Regions from separate parts of the Mus musculus genome. Here all the other regions are linked to region 1. A link is a contact called in public HiCAR-type, HiChIP or PLAC-seq and promoter capture Hi-C data. All regions are on one chromosome and are shown on one strand. Each heading gives the region's core, a stretch centred on a gene start, on an enhancer-like site or on the middle of the called end of the contact. The rest is flanking DNA. Distances are from core to core; before and after follow the strand shown.

Region 1 (2,898 bases), core at 210-2,709:
AGAAGTCCTTAGGCAGGTCCTAACTACTTTTCAAGATACTTACACCAAATGGTAAAACCAGGTAGCAAAAGCTATTTACCAAACTATCTTCTGCTCTCTCCATCTAAATAAACTTACTAACTTCTACATGGCTTAAAGGTCCTAAAAAACACAAGATTCTGTAAATGCTCAAGAAAGATACATCAATTCCTACCTCCTACATCAAAAAAATTATAACCCAGCTCTCTAAAGACCAAACTGGCATTCAATGTGCAAAATAGGAGGTCAAGGCAAAAGTGAGCTACCCAAATCCTGCCCACGACTCTACACAACTGGCCAGTCCGTTAGAGGTAATACCTAAACTCAGGAGGGAGAAGGCTCCTAACCAGTCCCTTCGCTTTTCCTCTTACTGCTCCATTTCACAACCCGACCTCCAAAATCAAGTTTCCCAAGCTAGCTCGGTCACACAACTACACAAAGCCTGTTTTTTGAGAGGGAATTGCACATAAACAAATCTTTCGCTTGCAAACAGCCAGCCATATCTATCTCCCATTACGAAAAGCTGTCTGGGGAACTAAAATTACTTCAAAGAACCACGTCATTATCTAACCTAAATCTACCCAATAAGAAAACAATGTTTGTTACTGGGAACTAAAGCCAGCCCCGTTCCCTACACTTGGACTTTTAACTTTAATGAGGCTTTACTGGGGTGGTTTCTTGGAGGCCGGGGGGCGGGGGGCTTCGTAATTCGAGCAAAAGGTAACTAAAAGGGGTGACCGTAGTTTATAGACCGACCAGTCGGTGCCCGGGGCTGGGGAATACTGAAAACATCCCAGAGTGCGAGGCTCTCGAGGGCGAGCCGGCGCGTGGCACCGTGGGGGTCGCGGCCAGGAAGCTCCCGAAAGCCCCGAGGCGAGGGCTGGGGCTACTGCCGGCCTCAGGAAGGGGGCGTGGGGCGTCGAGAGCGTGCACAAGAGGAGGGCCTTGCGCCAGCGCCATTTTCTCCTCGCCCCGGAGCCCAGCCATGTTTGCCGAGCGCGCCCCCCGCCCCTCGACCCCGCGGGGCCAGCGTCCCCCGAGGGTGGGGAAGGGATGGCTTCCCGAGCACGGTGGTCCGGACAGGGGTGGGCGAGCGCAGCCTCAGGGCAGACCGCTAGCGCCTCCGCCCGGAGCCCCATCACCCAGTCCGAGGGGCGCGCGGCCATCACCCGCCGTTCGCCTGCCTGCCCGCGCCCACCGCCTCGGCTCGGCTCCCCAGAGCGGCCGCCACACGAGGCCCCGCGGGGACGCGGGCAAGAGCGGAGGCCCTTCCCCCGAGCTGCCGTTTTTCTCCCCACCGGCAAGGAGAGCGAAGGGGGCCGCGGTAGCCTGGGGTCGGCCTGGCCGCAGCCCCGAGGAATGGGCCCGGGGTCCCACGCACTCACGCTCCGCTCCGGCCGACCAAAAACCTCTGCCTCGCTCGCTCGCCTACTCCGGACTGACAGAGAGCCGGAAATGACGGCAGCTTAGAGGCCCTGGCTCCGCCCAATGGCACGAAGGCCACGTGAAGGGGGCGTGGCCTCGCCGCCCAACCGCCAGCCGGCCCTTTCCAGGGCCTTAAAGGGGCCGCCACAGATACTGAAGTAAATGCTCCTGAAAGAGGGAGATGGCACCACAGTGAGATGCCACGCAGCTTGGGCCTGATCTGAAGGAGAATGAGATGTCAATGAAACATAAATGACAAGATCCACGGAGCTTTGCGCTTGCAAATAGCTTGTATATGGTACCGCTCTATAAATGCTGTACTGAAATGATGGGAGCTACTCTGAGAAAAAACAATGTGCTGACCCACTTGCCTACAGATGATTTTCCGTTTCTACCTTTAAGATCTGACTCATGCTGCTAAAATCCAAAGGAAGCAAGCCTGCGAGGCGCACTATTTAATTCAGAAAGTCAAAGAAATCTTACAAATGTCCTTAGCCACGAAACCTTTATTCTTAAAATGGAGTTCTGGGGCTCCAAAGTAATTGTGGTTTGAATATAAAATCTCCCTGTGGGCTCATTCATTGGGGATCTGGTTTTCAACTGATGACCTTTTCAGAAGAGCCTGGATCCTGAGAGCTGTGCCTTAATCAGTGAATTAATGCTCTGATAGTCATAATATGACAGCATTATTACGAGGTGGTGAAAAGTAAGGATGTGTCCTTTGGGGGCTACATTTTTCCCTGGCCCCTTTTGTGTTCCCTTTCCGCAGCATCCTCCTCTGCAGGTTACCATGGACTTGGTGTTCCGCCTCACTACCAGCCTAGAATACAGGAGCTAAGTACTGGAGACAGAAACCGGGAGGCATACTGAATCGCCATACCTTTGTCTAAACACGGATCCAAAGTCTCGCGGAGGAAATCCACTCCACCATCACAAATAACCACAAGCAGGTGGCTTAGAATGTGTACTGGATGGTTTCCTCCTGTAGCCAACAACAAACAGAGTTCTGTTCATCACAAAGGTTTACATACAGCATTTGACAGATAGTGATCATCCTAACAGGTTCAAGAGTTGAAATGATCGTTGTCTTCACATTTAACAGCTGCAAAAATTAATAAGTGATTCAAACCTTGTATTGAATGGAACTACTACCTACTAAGGGTAGTAGGGAAGTGCCCCAGCGCATCCCTACTGAATGCGGGAGTCCAACTAGAGCAACACCGTCATCAAAATAAAGTGAGAGAGGAGTCTTTGTGTATGAAGCTCTAAACAAGGGTGTACTGGCTAGTTTTGTGTCAACTTGACACAGCTGGAGTTATCACAGAGAAAGGAGCTTCAGTTGAGGAAATGCCTCCATGAGATCCAACTGTAAGGCATTTTCTCAATTAGTGATCAAGGGGGAAAGGCCCCTTGTGGGTGGGACAATCTCTGGACTGGTAGTCTTGGTTCTATAAG
Region 2 (2,700 bases), core at 71-2,570, 1.0 Mb before region 1:
TGACCCACCTGACGTCTTTAAAACAGAGAAAATTTAATTAGAAGAATGCATTTATGATACAAATCAATGTAATATAGTAACATTAGTAATATGTAACAGGCTCTCTCTCTCTCTCTCTCTCTCTCTCTCTCTCTCTCTCTCTATATATATATATATATATATATATATATAAATGAGTAATAAAGGCTCTCATATATATATATATACATATATATATATAAAGAGTAATAAAGGCTCTCATATATATATATATATATATATATATATATATACATATGTATATATATATATATATATGAGTAATAAAATGACATAGTGAGGCTATCCCGGTATGAGCAGAATCAAAGAGCCAGGACTAGACCTAGGGCTGCAGTAACAATAGCTACGGAGAGTTAAAGGGACCCAGCAGTCCAGTGTGGCTACTAGACAACTACTAGATTCATAGTGGGCATTCAGTCAATGCCAAAAATATCTCAGGATGAAGAAAATTGGGACATACTTGGTTTTTTTGTTTGTTTGTTTGCTTGCTTGTTGTTTTCCCACCCCTGACTTTTCACCAAAGCTTCCTGCTGTCCAAGTATGCCTAGAAGCCAGGGAGCAAGGGAACCTGGGAAATGTAGTCCCATAGGGCCAAGTAAAGTAGGCGGTGACTGGTACAAAACAGACTGTATATACTCTATTCATTCAACTCCTGTTTGTTAGCAGATATTTTGGGAGGACCTAAGAGGTGCAAGGCTAGATGCTAGGGATGCCATAACGACCAAAATCGACCTGATCTCTGTCCTGAGAGCAAGACCGGTTAACACAGGATGTAAAAAGCACCGAGTGCAGCGAGAGAGAAAAGTTCACGGAGTTAAGTGACAGCCAGTGGTTGGGGTGAAGACTGGGGCCTGGCACAGTTTTAGCTCTAGTTAATTTGTCTTTTAAGCTTTGGGTAGAAAGTGTGAATTCTGGAAAACAGAATATCCAGATCTATAGAGAGAAGTTTATAGAAATTATTGGATTATTTACATTTTTAGTTAGTCTCTGTCTAAGGAAACTTTATGATTTTTAAGCTATGAAACTAAGAGGTGTACAATTGTGTGTGTGGAAAGACAGACAGAGAGAGAGAGAGAGAGAGAGAGAGAGAGAGAGAGAGAGAGAGAGAGAGAGACTGACTGTGTGAAGGAAGATCTTTAGAGAGGCACAAGCATTCTAAGGACCCCGAGGGCTCACAGCAGCTAATCTCTGTCATGCTTCCGAGTGCCAACGCCCCCTTTGCTTCTCACCGTAACTTGTGATCTTGGAGGCATGAAAGAATTTCAGCCCCTCCTCCAGCCTGACCATCTCTGTTGGTTGCTCTGACAGGCTCCATGTCAGACCCGGTTTGGAGCACAAATCTGAGGACCACGCAAGAAGGCTATTTTCTCCGTGGTCATGAGTGGAAGCAATGGGCCGACTGACACCCATACCTATCAATCCTTAGCCGAGGATTGCCCCTTTGGCTCTGTGGAGCAACCCAAGAGATCCACAGGGAGACTTGTCATGCACAGCATGGCCATGTTTGGCCGAGAGTTTTGCTATGCGGTGGAGGCAGCTTATGTGACTCCAGTTCTGCTCAGCGTGGGCCTGCCTAAGAGCCTGTACAGCATGGTGTGGCTCCTAAGCCCCATCTTGGGATTCCTGCTCCAGCCTGTGGTGGGATCAGCCAGTGATCACTGCAGGGCCCGTTGGGGTCGCCGGAGACCATACATCCTGACTCTGGCCATTATGATGCTCTTGGGAATGGCTCTGTACCTCAATGGAGATGCGGTCGTATCAGGTAAGTGGATCGCACAGATCCCATAGTTAACTGCTGGGTTAAAATGTCATCAGTATTTTTTAATGCCGCATAGAAAATGGCTAGAACTAACGTTCTCTCTCTCTCAGCATGCAGTGACCTCCCTCCCACCTTTGGATGACCCCGAGCCTGGGGCTGAGGGGCTTTTACTTCCAGAACCATCTCGACGCTGCCTTTTATTATTGCAAGGTTTTAAAAATGGGATTGAGCTTATATCTATTTCATCAAATTATATTCTTAAAAATTATTTTTATTTATTTACCAGTCGAAGGAGTTTTGAGCCACTTATGCCTCATGGAAGACTTTGTTAAATTGTCCAGCTATAAGCCTTTGTAACAAACTACCTGCTGTGTACAAATAAGGCCTAATTCTGGGTGCTTAACATTTTAATTGGTTTAGGGCACAGGCCTGTCAGCTCTGGGAGTGCTTTTGCATTGCAAATTCTGGACGAAGAATTTGGTGTTAAAGCAATATTTCTAGCTGCAAATTAGCTACTAAATTCTATGTACTTGGTGACAGTATATTGGAAAAGAGACCCTGAGGGGCACATATTTCAATACCATTTATGCCAGTAGGAAGTGAATGAGTATGATACAGCTCAAGCAGGTACCATTTTTATATATTTAGGAGGATGTACAAATATGGAAGTGTGAGATATAAATAGGAAATATAAGTACTGGAGGTAGGAAAGAGAGGAGAGGTTTATTTTTCTCTTTTATACAGGAATGTTTCAAATATGTTCATATATTACACACCACTCTTAGGTTAACAAAGCAAACTATAAATCAGGGAAACAACTTTATCATTCTTGACAGATTCGGTAGATGGACAGAGCATACAGATAGAACGGATCTTACATAGGTGTTAAAAGCGCTACAGTG
Region 3 (2,885 bases), core at 194-2,693, 590 kb after region 1:
CTCTAAGAGAGGGTAAGAGGTAATCCAGGCACCAAAGCTTGGATTTCAAAGACCCTCTTGTGAAAGAAAAATTGAAAATCACTTGGGGACATTTAGTACCCAAACATGAGAGAACAGAAATGCTCAAACGCGTTCAATACTCAAGTAAGAAAGGTGAAGCAGAAGTCAGCCTTCCTGCAAAAGACTCAGAAATGCCCACGGGGGAGGGTATGAAGTCAGACAGTAGTACTTTAATCACGCCAGATGCCTCCCTCCTTATGCTTCCTAGTGACAGCAATTCCTAGAAGTACTTCTAACAGTTTAGAAGTGGGTATCTGAAGTGAGGCATTGGGGGTTTCCTCTTCCTGGGTGGGAGTGTATGGCCGCACCGGCATTCAGTTCCAAGTCAGGTATCAGCGAAGCAGGTGGTTGGAAGGAAAGGAAGCACATCTGCATGGTGCGCTGCGTCACAGGCGTCTGCATGGTGGGCTGCGTCACAGGCATCTGCATGGTGCGCTGCGTCACAGGCGTCTGGATGGAGCGCTGCGTCATGGATGTCTGGATAGAGCGCTGTGTCATGGATGGCTGGATGAAATGTTGTGTTACTGGCATCAGGATGGAGGGCCATATCACGGGTGTCTGCATTGAGCAGTGCATCACGGGCGTCTGGACGAAGTGTCATATCACAGGATAGAGCACTGTATCAGAGAAAGTCTCCCATCTCATATCATCTCTTCCGTCCCAAAAGCAAGTGGACCCAGGGCTGGGGATGAAGCAGGCATGAAAGCCTGGGTTCAGGCCCCAGCATCACATCGAGCAGGCCTGGCAGTACATGCCTGTGACTCCAGCACTCAGGAGGCAGAAGCAAGAGTGTCTGAAGTTAGAGGTCAGCCTCTGCTGCTATATAGTGAGTTTGTGATCAGCATGGGCCTGTCTCAAAAGCCAAAAACAGTGGACCCTGAAATGTCACTCAATAAATGCCTGTTGATAAGTGTTTACAGACACGGCCAGCTTTTTCTAAGAACTCACTCGATTAGTCACTATAACGCTAGAGACTTGGTTACCTGATTTACCTTAAAAGAAATTTCTGGTCTAGGCAGTAGTGGCACACCTTTAATCCCAGCATTCAAGAGCAGAGACAGGCTGAGTCTGTGGCTAGCCTGGTCTACAGAGTGAGTTTCAGGACAGAGAAACTAGAAGCTGGCGTTAAAGACTCTGGGGACTCCTTTATTCATCTTGAAGAGCCCAGCAGGGTGGGTCATGCAATCACTGTCTCGTCTTCTGTGGGAACTGGGGGGAAGGGCAGGAATGAAAGTTGGGGAAACAGCACATTTTGGTGACTCAGTATGGTTCAGGAGGGGCGACTCAGCAGAGACCTCAGCCTGAAGAGCACAGCTGTGAAGCACACCCAGCTGGGGGACAGACAGCTCCAGCACACTCTCTCACAGTGCTTGATTTCAACCACAAGATGGCAGACGACGGCTCTCAGATTCTCCACTGCCTTGGCCTGGTGGCACTTAGAAATCTAGGGAAAGCAAGCTCCGTGCTTCTTTCCAACAGCAGCAATGACTCTTGTCACCAAGTTGCTACAAGCTACACCTATGAGACGGGAGGTTTTTAGGGTGTGACCCCTGCTTTTGTATGAAATGTAGAGAAACTTAACTTTCTATTTGTTTTGATCACAAACTACAGGATATAGAAAACTATCCAATGCCATTTGTTATTATTTATGGGTTTGAAAAAAAAAAGTTATTGACTCTGAGTCAAAGGCATAAACTTGATCTCTGGGAAGATAGATGACCTCAGGAAAGAACTCCCCCGAGTCTTAGTTTCTTCCGTGATACCAGAAAGTAGGACTTGAATGAGCTGGAAGAGATTCCAGAAACCAAGCCATGAAAAGAACTTGCACGAGAAGGCAGCAGGCTGAAAAGAATGGAGCTGGGTACCATGTGGGTCATGGGCTGTTTCTTTCAGCCTACATCCTTAGGGGAATGGGCTGTTCCACGTGGCCAATTTTCCAGATAATTGAATTGTAAATGCTGAAATTTGTTTTCCTTTTAACTTTCTGCAATGGAAATCTTCTTAGAGAGCATGCTGAGTAAAATTTAACCTTTCGTTAATATCTCTAGGTCACCACCTATAGACTATATATATAGTCTTGCATGGAGTACTAGGTGCCTCTGGGCACACATGCAGGGAGACAAGACCCTGTGCTAAGCGGCCCCAGGGACCATATTATAAAGCTATAATTGGAGAATCTTCCTTTCTCTCTGTCTCCTACTACATCACCACCTGCAGTCATTTCTCCAAGTAACACCTTCTCATACCCTCTTGACACTCTGCCTAAATCTGCTTTAATCCAGACAGAACTCAAGGTTGCCATGGGTAACCAGTCTAAGATTGTACCAACCCTAAATTTATTTTTACACATGATTTGGAGGCAGAGGGGATTGAAGGCTGCTGCTGGCTAGGGCTGATACTCAGCTACTCTTTATTGCATGGCGTGTCTCTGTGCCATTTGGCCAGTCACCTTGAGTATGTCTGGCCTATATCTGCCCAGTGAGATTTTCTTCTGGGATCGTACAGACTCCTCATACTCCAGGAACACATTGGCACTATCGTGGCTGGAGCACTTAAGACCCTATGCCTGTATGTGTCTTTGACTTAAGTGGCCAGCACCCAGACCATTGAAGCTACACAGTAAAATAGCTCACTGCTAATCCAAGGTTTCAATTACTTGTGGTCAAAAAGGTCAAAAACCTTCAGGACAGCGAGATATTTTGAGAGAGAAAGCACATCCACATAACTTACAGTAATCTGTTATGATCGTCCTATTTAAATATTACTTATGGTGGCTAACCTTTCGCTATATTTAATACATACTAAATTTTGCCATAAATATAGCC
Region 4 (2,987 bases), core at 149-2,648, 740 kb after region 1:
CAGCCAGGGGTGTGCTCTGAGAGATTTTATTCCGCCCTCACAAGCAGTCCTCCCACACCACACCTGCCAGCGTGTACCTACCTGGCTCCCACCCAGAAGGCACGGGCCAGAAAAAGCTGACCCAGTAGAAACAGTCGAGACCCTATCGCCCAAGCCTGGAGCAGAGATGAATGTGGGAGGTTCCTCCCCCCCCCCCCCCCCAAGAGAAGTGCTGTGAAGATTCAGGGGTGTGTCTGCAAGAGAAACTCACTTTCTTTGGTCACTCCACAACCACTTAACCTTCAGGAGCTTCATTGTGACTTGTCAAGCAAAACCCATGGAAGAGGCAAGCCCCAGCTCAGGCCTCCACAATGCCCAAATCTCCAGTATATGCCTGGACTCTGGAATGCCCCAGTGTCCGACTTTCCAGTGTTTGCCACCAGCACATGCCAGACCTGGTGTGACTCCAGGGTCCCTTATCAAGAGCTATGCAGAGAGCAGGGCTGCTGAAGGGCCGCTGGTAAACTTCTGTCCAGGGTCCTAGATGCTCCCCCCACCACAATTCAGTCTTGTGCTTCATTGGGAAAGGCGGGCAGGTGGTTTTTTTTTTGGGGGGGGGGACTTCAGGAAGAAATACTTTCCTACTGGAACATCCCTTATCTCCCTGGCAGATGACATTAAACCCCCAAAGATGCCCTTGCTCTTCATGCGGACTCTTTCTCGCGCCACTTAGTGGGCAGGGGGGTTAGCGAGAGATGAAGCGCGGGAGGATGGTCCTTAAAACAGTAACTGGCTAAGGTAGAGAGACAAACCAACACACTGGGATAAGGATTCTTGGCCCGATTTAGGCGTCCCAGGCAAGGCGCCTCCGGTTATCCCGCTGTCTCCATCTCGCTCCGCCCAACCTCTCTCCTCCACTGTGCCCCTCTTACCTCCCACTAGAAGGAAGAGGAGTTTGCGCCACCTAACGCGGGGACCCACTTGGGTGCCCTCACTCGCCTCTTTGCTTGAACTGGGATCCCCACACCCGATTGTCACTGAACTTTCTCCAGCGCACACCGTCTTGGGGTTATCGAGCTCAGCTACCCCGCTAGCCCACCCGAAGCCCCACCCCCGTCGCGGCTGCGGCGCCAGGTCTCTTCACCTGTTCGCGGATCGGCGGAGGCTCGAGCCGCTCCTGGAGCGTCCAGACTCAGGCGCCGCCCGGCGGTGCCGGCGCAGCTACCGCCGCCCCTGCCACCACCACCACCGGTGCTGTTGCCGCGCCTGCCGGGAGAAGCCGCGCCGCAGGGGTTTGCTGGTTGCCGCCGGAGGCGCGATCCCGAGCGTCTTGCGATCGGTGGGGCGCTTGGAGGGCGCCCGCCGCAGCCGCCCCGCCGCGTCCCACTGCCCGCCGCTAGTACGCACTGGCGCTGGGAGTGAGCTTCTCGCTGCGCAGCGCAGGGATGCTCCGAGCCTCCAGAATGGGCGGGGATTCCTTCCCTCTGCTGGATCCGAGGGGCGGGAACTACCTTCCCGGAGTGACAGGCCCAGGGGGCGGGGATTCCCCTGCAGGAATGACAAGGTGGGCGGGGATTCCCCCGAGCAAGCCCCTGAGCGGGGAGGACCGCTCTCCCAGGGAAACAGCAGTCCTAGTGCGCCGGCTTCCTGGGGATCCTGGGAGGAACCGATCCAGGGAGACTGCGGCTCAGAAACGCCATGTAGGCAGGGCTTGGGGCGCCATCTAGGTGGAAGAACTAGAGCTAGGAGGTTTAATTTCCTTTTGCATAGCACTTAACATAGCACATAGCGGAGAAAAATGTCAATTGCCTTATCAGAGATTGGGTGGGGAGGCCCAGGGAGACCGGAGAAAAGCCAACCATCCATCCACTGGCCTCTGGTCCTTAGGATACTTAATATAGTCTTGGTATGAGCATTCCTCGGGAGAGAGAACCTCTTTGCGTCTTAAGAACCTCAGAGCTGTTAATCCTTCAATTAAGCCGCTAGAGGAAATTCCATGGGCCCCAGGATGGAGGATTTGGACGTTGTGAACCTCCTTCTGAGTGAACCTCAAGAGCTAAGGCCAACTGCCCTTCGTTTTATTCCAGGTCACTGGGAAAACGGGAGCCTCTAGCTTTTTGGATGCTTCATCCCACAGATTTTCAGGAAGTCTTCAAATATTTTTGGTTCCCTTTTTTTTTTTTTTTTTTTTTTTGTCATCCTTGTCATTCTGCCTACCACAGGGAGAGGACGATAAGAACATAATAGGGAGACCGCACGGCTCTGCAAATTAAGCTCTCTTGAGAGGAAAAAGCTGGTCTTTTTCAAGTGCTGGCAGATAAGGGTAAAAACATAGGAAAAATTACAAACCTCGGGATCATGAGTTGGTGAATAATGCTTTTGACATTTTCTGCAGAACAGTAATTGGAAATCTTTTGCTTTGAGGGAGGTGAGGATACGTTGGAGCATGGCTAGGCTCTAGATTTGCCCAGCAAAGCATTAAGAGCTGCTCTCTTGGAAGAGCAGCTACGTCACCTGCAGCCCTCATGGAGTGTCCCTCAGCACCAGAGACCAGAGTAGACCCAAGGCGTTTCTAGATAGTATTTTCAGCAAGTGTTGGGGTTCTTGGATTCAGCTTTTCCTTGGCGTTTATAATTCCCAATCCACAGAGATCAATGTCTATACAAATCCAGGCCTGGGTATTATAAACGGCAGTCTTCACCGCCTGAAAGCTTCTCCTCCTGTCTATAGAGAAAACCCTTACCATGCAGAACGGAGCAGTGGATTGTTCTGTGTAGCGCTTAGGAGGTGTTCAATGAAATAGGCACCATTGCCTAGAAAGGTGTTATTAGGATGCCACTAAAAATCCTCCCACAATTATGCAGTGCTATCTGTTTGTTCAGCGATCCCAGGCTCAGCTGCCACCACCCCCTCCCAATCTCAGGAGCCATGAAGAGGCCACCTGTGTCTTTTAAGCCTCTGTACTCCCCACCTGGCACAGCGCTGCTATGCATCCAGCTCGCAACTGA

The links. Promoter capture Hi-C pulls out the DNA fragments that hold promoters and counts their contacts. HiCAR-type assays count read pairs that join an accessible place to other places. HiChIP or PLAC-seq counts read pairs in DNA pulled down with a chosen protein or histone mark.
Region 2: a promoter capture Hi-C map of hippocampal neurons shows a contact between it and region 1, with 5 times the contacts expected there. The contact joins the promoter of Slc45a2 here to the promoter of Sub1 in region 1. A contact is called at or near these places in 5 of 39 promoter capture datasets (the 3T3-L1 cell line, 3T3-L1-derived adipocytes, hippocampal neurons and 2 more), 3 of 115 datasets of contacts at active chromatin or transcription factors (astrocytes, embryonic stem cells and stem cell-derived neural progenitor cells) and 2 of 9 other capture datasets (adipose tissue and liver).
Region 3: a contact with region 1 is called in a BATF HiChIP or PLAC-seq map of CD8 T cells, with 5 read pairs. The contact joins the enhancer-like site here to the promoter of Sub1 in region 1. A contact is called at or near these places in 6 of 39 promoter capture datasets (cranial neural crest, frontonasal cranial neural crest, hematopoietic stem and progenitor cells and 3 more), 6 of 484 Hi-C or Micro-C datasets (the G1E-ER4 cell line, adipose-derived mesenchymal stem cells, ganglionic eminence and 3 more), 1 of 115 datasets of contacts at active chromatin or transcription factors (CD8 T cells) and 2 of 9 other capture datasets (adipose tissue and liver).
Region 4: a HiCAR-type map of astrocytes shows a contact between it and region 1, with 2.2 times the contacts expected there. The contact joins the promoter of Pdzd2 here to the promoter of Sub1 in region 1. A contact is called at or near these places in 2 of 484 Hi-C or Micro-C datasets (the N1E-115 cell line and embryonic stem cells) and 1 of 115 datasets of contacts at active chromatin or transcription factors (astrocytes).

Annotation. Positions count from the first base shown.
Region 1 is chr15:11,994,548-11,997,445 of GRCm38.p6, forward strand. It overlaps Sub1 (SUB1 homolog, transcriptional regulator), which reads right to left and starts at 1,460. Exons shown (of 5, transcript NM_011294.3): 1 at 1,404-1,460.
Region 2 is chr15:10,999,401-11,002,100 of GRCm38.p6, forward strand. Slc45a2 (solute carrier family 45, member 2) reads left to right here and starts at 1,321. Exons shown (of 7, transcript NM_053077.3): 1 at 1,321-1,801. The coding sequence starts at 1,417.
Region 3 is chr15:12,584,883-12,587,767 of GRCm38.p6, forward strand. The region is part of intron 3 of Pdzd2 (PDZ domain containing 2); the gene reads right to left. Among named protein-coding and RNA genes, the nearest start is that of Gm41273, 65 kb to the right of the region's middle. Within about 2 kb of position 1,444, at least 22 of the 459 cell types and tissues checked have an H3K27ac peak or open chromatin away from gene starts, as enhancers often do. A contact at or near this core is called in CD8 T cells and stem cell-derived neural stem cells, where this site is marked.
Region 4 is chr15:12,738,494-12,741,480 of GRCm38.p6, forward strand. It overlaps Pdzd2 (PDZ domain containing 2), which reads right to left and starts at 1,399. Exons shown (of 26, transcript NM_001081064.2): 1 at 1,124-1,399.